2 separate regions of the Capra hircus genome follow, and region 1 is linked to region 2. The links are chromatin contacts, called in public Hi-C maps. All regions are on one chromosome and are shown on one strand. Each heading gives the region's core, a stretch centred on a gene start, on an enhancer-like site or on the middle of the called end of the contact. The rest is flanking DNA. Distances are from core to core; before and after follow the strand shown.

Region 1 (4,569 bases), core at 1,930-4,429, 210 kb after region 2:
AGTCATGAAAGATTATTAACGTTTAGATAATATTTAAATCCATGAGACCAGATAGGGTCACATACAGAGAGGGTCTATAGAGAGAAGAAAAACTTCCCTAGAACCAGGAAGTTAGGAATCCCTGGTTCTATCACAGATATAGAGAACAAACTAGGGGTTACCAGTGGGGAGAAGGAAGGTCCAAACCGTTTTGTAGAAAATAAGCTACAAGTGGAGTTCTCTTGTGGCCTAGTGGTTAGGATTCCAGGTTTTCACTGCTGTAACCTGAGGTTCAGTTCCTGGTTGGGGAACTGGGATTCTGCAAGCCATGTGGCACGCACCTCCCAAAATAATAATAATAATAAAGCAACAAGGGCTTATTGTACAACACAGGGAATATAGCTACTGTTTTATAATAACCATAAATGGAGTGCAACCTTTAAAAATTGTGAGTCACTATCACGTATACCTGTAACTTATATAATGCTGTACAAGTATACTTCAATTTAAAACAAAAAGTAAAATTTAAAAATGAAAAAAAATTGGTAGTTGTTCCCTCCAAGCGTGGATGAGATTGGGAGAAGACAGGATGAAAGAGGCCTTCAACAACTGCTTCTAGAATGTCTATCATTAATTGTTCGAATCTTATTAAATAAAGCTATCTCCATATATCATTTCTTTAATAAAGTAGAAAATTAAAAAGGAATCCCTGGTTCTAAAAAGTGGGTAAGAGACGAGACACCAGCCACAAAAGACAGCAGGGGAGCTGCCACTGAAGGAGTAAATGTAAGAGAGGGAGAATCACTCTGTCAAATAGCAGAGGGGCTGGAGGAAGATGAGAGCAGAAAAGTGTGTCCCCCCGCCCCCAGCCTAGAGAGACAAGAGCAGGGGTGGTCAGGACAGATGTCAAAGGCCAGGGATTGAACAGTGACCAGGAGGAGGAGGTGGAATGTAGGGAGACGAGGATGGAGCCGTCGTGGTCACGTGAGAGGCAGGGGCAAGCAAGAGATGGATGAGGCAGAGAAAAGTGGAGAGTGAGAAATCTAGGGGGACCCCAGGGACTGGCTTCGGAAGGGAACAGAGGCTGTTCCTTCATTGTCCCGGAAGGCAGGCAGAAGAGATGGGTGAGATGCAGGTGGGTCTATCGGAAGGGTGAGGGAGGGACTGATGGCTTCCATTTTCTCAAAGAGGAACAAAGTCACCAGCTGAGAGTGAGGAGCCAAAGGAGTGGCAATGGTGCGTGAGGGGGGCAAAGATGGTCCATTACAGGGACCAGAGCACGGAGATCAGAGCTCCCAGGATGCCGAGGGGGTACATCATGCACCCACCCACAGCTCAGAGCGAAGCCAGTCAGCCCAGCGAGCCACCAGGTGTATCCTCTCCCTTTTCTCCCAATGTCTAAGGGTTTATTTTGCGTAGCGGAAACTGTGCCACACATCTCATTTTATATCTGCTTTTTTCATTTTACAGAGTAGCAGAAGCATTTTCCTGTGCATTTATGAACTCTTGGCAAACATCGCTTTTAATTCTTAGAAATAATGCACAGAGTGGATGTTCCACGGGTCGATTAACCTTTTCCCCTTGTACGGGACATTGAAATTGTTTCCTGGTGATGACTGCTGCCGTGCTAAAAGAGGCGGCGTGTGGTCTGGTGGAGAAAGGAGAAGGCAGGCTGCAAGGCAGAGCTGGGATGTTCAACCCTCTGGCATCTAGAATCTGATCGTGGAAGCTTTTCAGAAGCCAATTACATGCGATTTGGGCTTCCAGGTGGCTCAGATGGTAAAGAATCGGCCTGCAATGTGGGAGACCCAGGTTCCATCCCTGGGTCAGGAAGATTCCCCAGAGAAGGGAATGGCTACCCACTCCAGTATTCTTGCCTGGATAATTCCACAGACAGAGGAGCCTGGTGGGCTACAGTCCACGGGATCGCAAAGAGTCAGACATGACTGAACACACTTCGTGGCAATTAGCTTTCTTGCCAGGTCACATTCTAGACTTAAGGACAAAGAATGGGACAGCAAGGCACACCTCACTGGTCTCCCAAAGTGCCCAAAGGCTCAGGAATCGAGTGTGGAGGGAAAAGATTTGGGAGTGGGGCTGTGAGAGCAGGAGGGCCAGACATGTGACCTCCAGGCTGTTAACAGTTCAAACACATATTGCAACAGCCTTGTTTGAGATGGCAACAGGGCCCATCACTTGAATGTTTTCCCCATAATATTAATACAAGTCCTTTCAGTATCCTATCTTCCTGGTTAGGGCGTTGCCCCAGGAGACCTGGCCATGGAGAAAGGATCTGGAGACCCAAGTCCTTTCCACCAAGGCCAGCAGGAAGGGGTTTTTACAGCCGCCCCTCCCCCCGCTCCCATCCCACATTTCCTGGATCCTGCAGAAAAGGGGCTACTTCCAGAACTGACCCTGTTCACCTGGAGGTCTGCGTGAAACAGTTGTAGCTCTGTACCCTGGTCCCCCAGCGGGCAGCTGGCCCGTCCAAGGGTGTGAGCCACCCAAGGAGTGGGCTCACCCACCCCAAACAGGCTGGGGGACCCTTGCTGGGCATATTTTTTCATGACTTCCTGCCCTGCATGGAGGTCACTTGGTCTGGGACTGGCTGAAACCCCTTCCAACTTTGAGGTTCTGTGTTTCAACAGCAGCATTCACTGAAGTCCCACTATGAGCCTGGGACAGAGAACTACCTGAACTGAGAGCATGCCTACTGTGAGCCAGATACTGGGCTTCCTGTCCTTCCATATCATGACAGGCCAGTAAGAATCACCTCCCCCATGTGAGAGAAGGGAAACAGGACCAGAGCAGGGTGGCTTCTCCTCACCCACCGAGCCCCAGGTTTCCCCGGAAGCACAGGGAGGTGGATGTGGCCCCACGGCTTGACCCTTTCCTGTAACATTTGCGCCCCTTAAGGGAAGTGCCTTCCATGATGGGCTTCAGGCACCACGTGGCGCTCAGTAGCTGTGGGTGAGAGGCTCCAGGACGAGCCCAGGAGTTCAGTAAATCCCACCTCTTTGGGCTGGTAGGGGCAGAGCAGGGACCCGAGGTGAGAAGCTCTTGTTTGTGGGATTTGAGTTTCTGATGGATTATAATCACAGCCAGGTCCTTCTGGCTGAAACCGGAGCAGGCTCGGGGCCAGGGCATGCCACCCTCTGGGCAGGTATAAGAGCCAGGAGAGGAGGGCTGGAGCCTGGCTGGGGCAGAAGTGACAGCTGTCTGCCAGAGAACCAGGGTACAGAGCTAAAACTGCTTTGTACAGACCTCTAGGTGGACAGGGTCGGTTCGGGAAGTGGCCCCTTCTCTGTGGGATTCCGGAGATGTACTAGGGAAGCCATCAGGCTGGACAAGCTGGAAGAGGTCACCAGAGGTCGAGACTTGGCAAAGTGAGTACATTCCTGCCCTTCACTGCCCCACTGAGCTACCTACCCCTGCAAGTGACCAAGTGACTGTCCCCAAGGTGCTCGGGTGGAGACTGAGTGGCCGCTTGTCAGTGATTTGAGCCCTGAATCTCCCAAAGAGGCAGTGTCGGGGGATGGCCTTAAGCACTGCCACTTATCTAGCACCCATGGTGGCTCAGACGGTAGAGAATCTGCCTGCAATGCAGGAGACCCAGGTTTGATCCCTGGGCTGGGAAGATCCCCTGGAGAAGGAAATGGCAACCCACTCCAGGATTCTTGCCCAGAGAATCCCACGGACAGAGGAGCCTGGCGGGCTACAGTCCATGGGGTCGCAGAGTCAGACATGACTGAGCGACTAACACTTTCACTTTTTCACCAAACACCAGGCACTGTGTGTCATCTCACTGAACTCAGAACAGGAGGATGGAGACCTGGTTCAGCCTCCTAGTTCTTCAGGCATTGTTCAGTCGCTCAGTCGTGTCAGCTCTCTGCAGCCCCATGGACTGCAGCATGCCTGTCCTTCCCTATCTCTCGGAGTTTGCTCAAACTCATGTCCATTGTGTTGGTGATACCATCCAACCATCTCATCCTCTGTCGCCCCCTTCTCCTGCCCTCTATCTTTCCCAGCATCAGGGTCTTTTCCAATGAGTTGTCCCTTCAGGCATTACCTTCATTTATTTTCACAACAGCCCTATCAGGTAAACAGGTATTAGTATTTTACAGACAAGGAGACAGAACAGAGATGTTAAGTAACTTGCCCAAGGTCACACAGGATTTAGACTCCCTGACTCCAGAGTCTGTGCTCTTTTTACTGTGTTATATTATCCTGTGGCTGTGGTTAGCTCCTTCTTCAACTTTCTGAGTGGCAGTTTCTTTATCTGTAATTTAAGGACGTAAAACATGATGATCAGAAAGATATTACCTTGAGATTCCTGAAAGATATCCAGACGTTGGTCAGCCTTAAGCTCTGGGAAGCCTCCTTGGAAACAGTTGGAAAAACATGTGTGAACACCCTTTGATCCATTATTCAACTTTTGAAATTTATCATAAAAAATATAATCAGATTTATGAACAAGAAAGTTTATTATAATTTTGCTTATAATCACAGAAAATTATAAGCAAACAATGTCAAACACTTGAGAAATGATGTACATCCTGTGATGAAACAATATGCAGCCATTAAAAATCA
Region 2 (4,252 bases), core at 767-3,266:
GGGAAACAGGTTCAGTCCCTGCTCCAGGAAGATTCTACCTGCCTGGCAACTAAGCCCACGTGCCACAACTGCTGAGCCCACGTGGCCCGAGAGCCCATGCTGTGGAACAAGAGAAGCTACCTCAATAAGAAGCCCATGCTCTACAACTAGAGAGCTGCTCCCACTTGCTGCAATTAGAGAAAGCCCAAGCTCAGCAATGGAGACCCAGTGCAGCCAAAAATACATACATAAATAATTTTTAAATTAAAAAAAAGAGTAAATCCTAAGAGTTCTCATCACAGATTTTCTTTTTCCTTTTCCATATTTGTCTTTCTTATCTCTTTATTCTATCTATCTCAGAAGGTGGGTGTTAGCCGATCCTACTCTGGTAAACATCTCAAAATATACGTAAAATCAAACCATCATGCCGTGGACCTTAAGCTTACACAGTGTTGCACATCACTTTTCAATAAAACTGGAAGAACCTTATTCAGCACGAGTCTCCCCTTCCGACCCTAACTTGTGGATTTATTCCTCACCAATAGCAGACGTGGTTTCATCTCCTGGAATACTCTCCTCCTTTCCCCTCCCTCTTCCTCTTCTTAACTCCTACTCTTCCCTCCGAGTTCAGTTCCCTAACAGCCCACATCAGATTCCCCATTACAATCCTCTGCCACTAGACCCAGCAGGCTAAAAACTTAACTTTTTCTGTCTTTGGCTCCAGGCCAGGTATTCTTCCAACATTCTGGGATAGAATGATCTGTCTCCAGCACTGCATGCCATCAGGGAGTCTGTAAAATAGGTTTTATATCAGTGATGCATGTCCAAACTGGAGTGAGCTGGTTAGGCTTTACTCTAGGTTTGCATAGGGGAGATGGTTCAGAGGAGGGAGGGCTGATAATGTGAAAGTTAGGACGAAAGGTGTACACCCATGTCAGGTATATGGCCATACCACCAGGTGAGGACAAAGTAATGTCTGTTGCAGTATCATCTCTGGCGCCCCTCTGGTTTGCGGGGTCTTTTTTCAGGTACCAGGGATTGAACCAAATTCCACGGGAGAGAAAGCATATCGAGTTCTAACCACTGGACCTGCAGGAAACTCCCCAGGGTGCAGATTTTGAAATCAGACAGACCCAGATACTAGCTGAGTGGTTCAGAGCAGGTTACTTTGCCTGTATAAACCTACCACACAGGACTCATGCGCCTTGTTACTTTGCACAGTGTGCGCAGGGCACCACCTGGCGGGCTGGCTGAAACTCTGATTATGGGCCCCACCCCAGAATTTCTGATTCAATGGGTCTGAGTGGGATCTGAGAATCTGAATCTCTAATCAAATTCCCAGGTAATGCACCTGCTGCTGGTCCAGAACCACACTTGTGAACCACTAACCAAGCGCGTAGCAAGGACACGCTCGCTGGAAGAATGCTCAGATATTCTGATGCCACCTTTCTCCCCTGAGGAGTCCTCAGCTGGTTCCAACACGCTCGAAAGCCTTAGAAAATCATTTCCCCTCTTTGGATCTCAGGGCTCACATCTGTCAAAAGAGGACGCTAGGCATTTAGAGACACTAAAGTTACTACTACACAAAACAATGAACTTTTTGAACAAGGTCCTAAGGGACTTGCAAGGTTCGGGGAAAACAAGCAAGGGCTAAACCCTGAGGGGCAACTTGGGGCCCCCGGGGAGCAAGGCTTGGGCTCCAAAGGACGCCTCGGGTAAGGCAGGGCCGTGTTCTGCCCCGCTGCTCGAGGGACAAGCTGTGGCGGACTGGATGAAGCTCCTGTTTAACCTCGCCTTCCTCGGTGACATCGTTCTTATGCTTCCGCTGCGCCTCCTGGCGCTCATGGCGTCGTCGTTACCAAGATTGTCCCTTCCCTCTCACCTTACTGCGGGGTCAGCGGAAGCTTGCCGTCACGTCCCCGCGCATAATGCGCTTGCGCCGAAGCGGCGTCTGGTCCTGCGTTCGGACAGCTGCGCGGCCGCTGATTGGCTGCGTATGCACGTCTGCGGGAGGAGGACGCGCGGCGCTGCGTGGCTCCGCCTTCCGCGCGCTTGGTCTCTACCGAGCCAACAGAGCCCGGGTGTTTGGCCAAGTGCAGGCTGCCGGAGGGGCGCCGCTGAACCGATCCGCTGAGCCTGTCGCTGTCGCCGCCACCGCCGACCCGCGCTCCGTGACCCGCGACCCCGACCCCTTTTAGATCGGCCCGCGCGCCCCAGGCCCGGCCCGGGCGGCGCGACGGGAGGATGAGCGGCGGGCGGCGGAAGGAGGAGCCGTCTCAGCCGCAGCTGGCCAACGGGGCCCTCAAAGTCTCTGTTTGGAGCAAGGTGCTGCGGAGCGACGCGGCCTGGGAAGACAAGGTGCGGTGGGGCCTAGCGGGGGCGCACGTTCGAGGAGCCAGCTGGGACTCGGGGACGAAAGGACAGGCCCGATCCTGCCCCTGCCCCGGTCCGGGCCTGGCCGAGTGTTCGGGGTGGCGGGGCGAGTGGCCCAAGGATGGCGGGGCGAACTGCGCGGGCCCAGCTGTCAGGCTCGGGGCTCATCACAGAGTGGTCGAAGGGTGAAATCGCCTGGGTCACTCGGGAAGCCGCGAGGAGGGGTGGAGGAGTTGTCCCCTCAGGCAGGTCGCTGCCTGAACAGCAAAACTGAGCTGAGTTCGATTCCATCTCCGTCTTTTAGTGCCAGCAGGATCTTGAGTAAGTGACTGATGTTGTACCAGCGTCGTTGGCAGGAGCAGTAACCAGAGCAGACGTCTATTGAATACTTACTATGTGTCCGGTTCTCTCTGTGTATCATCTCACTTGAGTCTCAAAAAAAACTCTGAGGTGGGGTACCTGCTGCGTTAAAGTGCTTAGCACATAGTGAGGCTCACCAAAGGTGAGCTGCCATTGCTTTCCTGTCAAATGAGAAAACTGAATACCCTAATAAGTGTGAGAGTTAAGAGGGGAGACTGAGACCACCTTTCAGGGGTGAGCGTTAGTGCATGTGTGTGGTGGGGAGTATGGGTGGAAGAGACACCACCAAATGTGTGTGAGGAATGGTTGGGGAACTTCAGGATGTCCTTAGTGGTCACATGCATTCAGAAGATCTGAGTGTGAGCGCTTCCCCACCTCTGCTCCATGGTGGGGAAGGAACTATTGCACATAGCTTGATTCCAGTTGGCCTGAAAAGATTGTTGTACCTGCAGTCTTTCCCTTTTTTTTTTTTTGGAATGATGAAATAGGTTTTCCTGGGGTTCTGTAAGGGGGCGGGGGTGAATGGGAGGCACTTCCTGAAAGTGCCCTTGTCCTGCCCAGCTGCCGTGAAACCTCCCTGATTTGCTGTGTCATGGCTTGCTTTCTTTGTGTAAGGACTGGTTTCTGCGGTCCAGGAAAGGTCAGAAACCTGAATCTTCCATGTTCCTGTATGAAAATTAGATGTGCTGGCACCTTCTTCACTTTGGTTTCTAATTCAGCCTCCTCCTTTGTGACTGACTTAGAATTCCTTGTGTGGGGAAGTGGTAGTGAATCGGTTCACAGTCAGCCCTTCCGCCTGTGGCTAGTCTGTCCAGGTATCCCCAGGTCACATAACTGGCCAGTAGCTCAGTAACTGTCACAGCGATTTCATTTTTGTAGCTTCTGGGGGAAAAAAGGTAAATGATTTTTCTAAAATTTTTATCTAGAGCACAACACCCTGGAAGCCATCACTTAAGTAAATATATCATCTTTTTTTTAAAGCACAGTTTAGTACAAGAAGAATTCGAGAACCAAAACCATTGTCTTGGGAGAAAATTTCTCTGGAGGAAGAGTTTAGCAGGGAGCTTTTCTGCTAAACTTGTTCCTCACGTGTTACAAGAACTCTCTCACTCTGACCTCATGGACTGGAGCCCACTAGGCTCCTCTATCCATGAGACTTCCCAGGCAAGAATACTGGAGTGGGTCGCCATTTCCTTTTCCAGGGGATCTTCCCGACCCAGGGATCAAACCCACGTCTCTTATGCCTCCTGCATTACAGGCAGATTCTTTACTGTCTGAGCCACCAGGGATGTCCCAAGATAAGTAAATATGTATCATTTTTTTTACCACAATTTAGTATAAGAAGAAGATGTGGAGATTGGAGAACCAAATACCATTGCTTTGGGGGGAAATTTCTCTGGAAGATGAGTTTAGCAGAAAGATTTTGTTCCTCACCTGATACGAAAGGCTCTCTTGTGGTGCCCCCTCCAGATAATGCATGCATTCTCTGTTTTTTTCTACAGGATGAATTTTTAGATGTGATCTACTGGTTCCGACAGAT

Evidence for each region. Hi-C and Micro-C count contacts between places; a contact is called where the count stands out from the background.
Region 1: a contact with region 2 is called in a Hi-C map of blood, with 2.0 times the contacts expected there. The contact joins the promoter of TLDC2 here to the promoter of LOC102177994 in region 2. A contact is called at or near these places in 2 of 5 Hi-C or Micro-C datasets (both in blood).

What each region holds. Positions count from the first base shown.
Region 1 is chr13:65,480,128-65,484,696 of ARS1.2, forward strand. It overlaps TLDC2 (TLD domain-containing protein 2), which reads left to right and starts at 3,180. Exons shown (of 7, transcript XM_018057826.1): 1 at 3,180-3,365. It overlaps SAMHD1 (deoxynucleoside triphosphate triphosphohydrolase SAMHD1), which reads right to left. Exons shown (of 16, transcript XM_018057823.1): 16 at 4,037-4,258. The coding sequence ends at 4,202.
Region 2 is chr13:65,270,287-65,274,538 of ARS1.2, forward strand. LOC102177994 reads left to right here and starts at 2,017. Exons shown (of 4, transcript XM_005688679.3): 1 at 2,017-2,337; 2 at 4,215-4,252. The coding sequence starts at 2,224.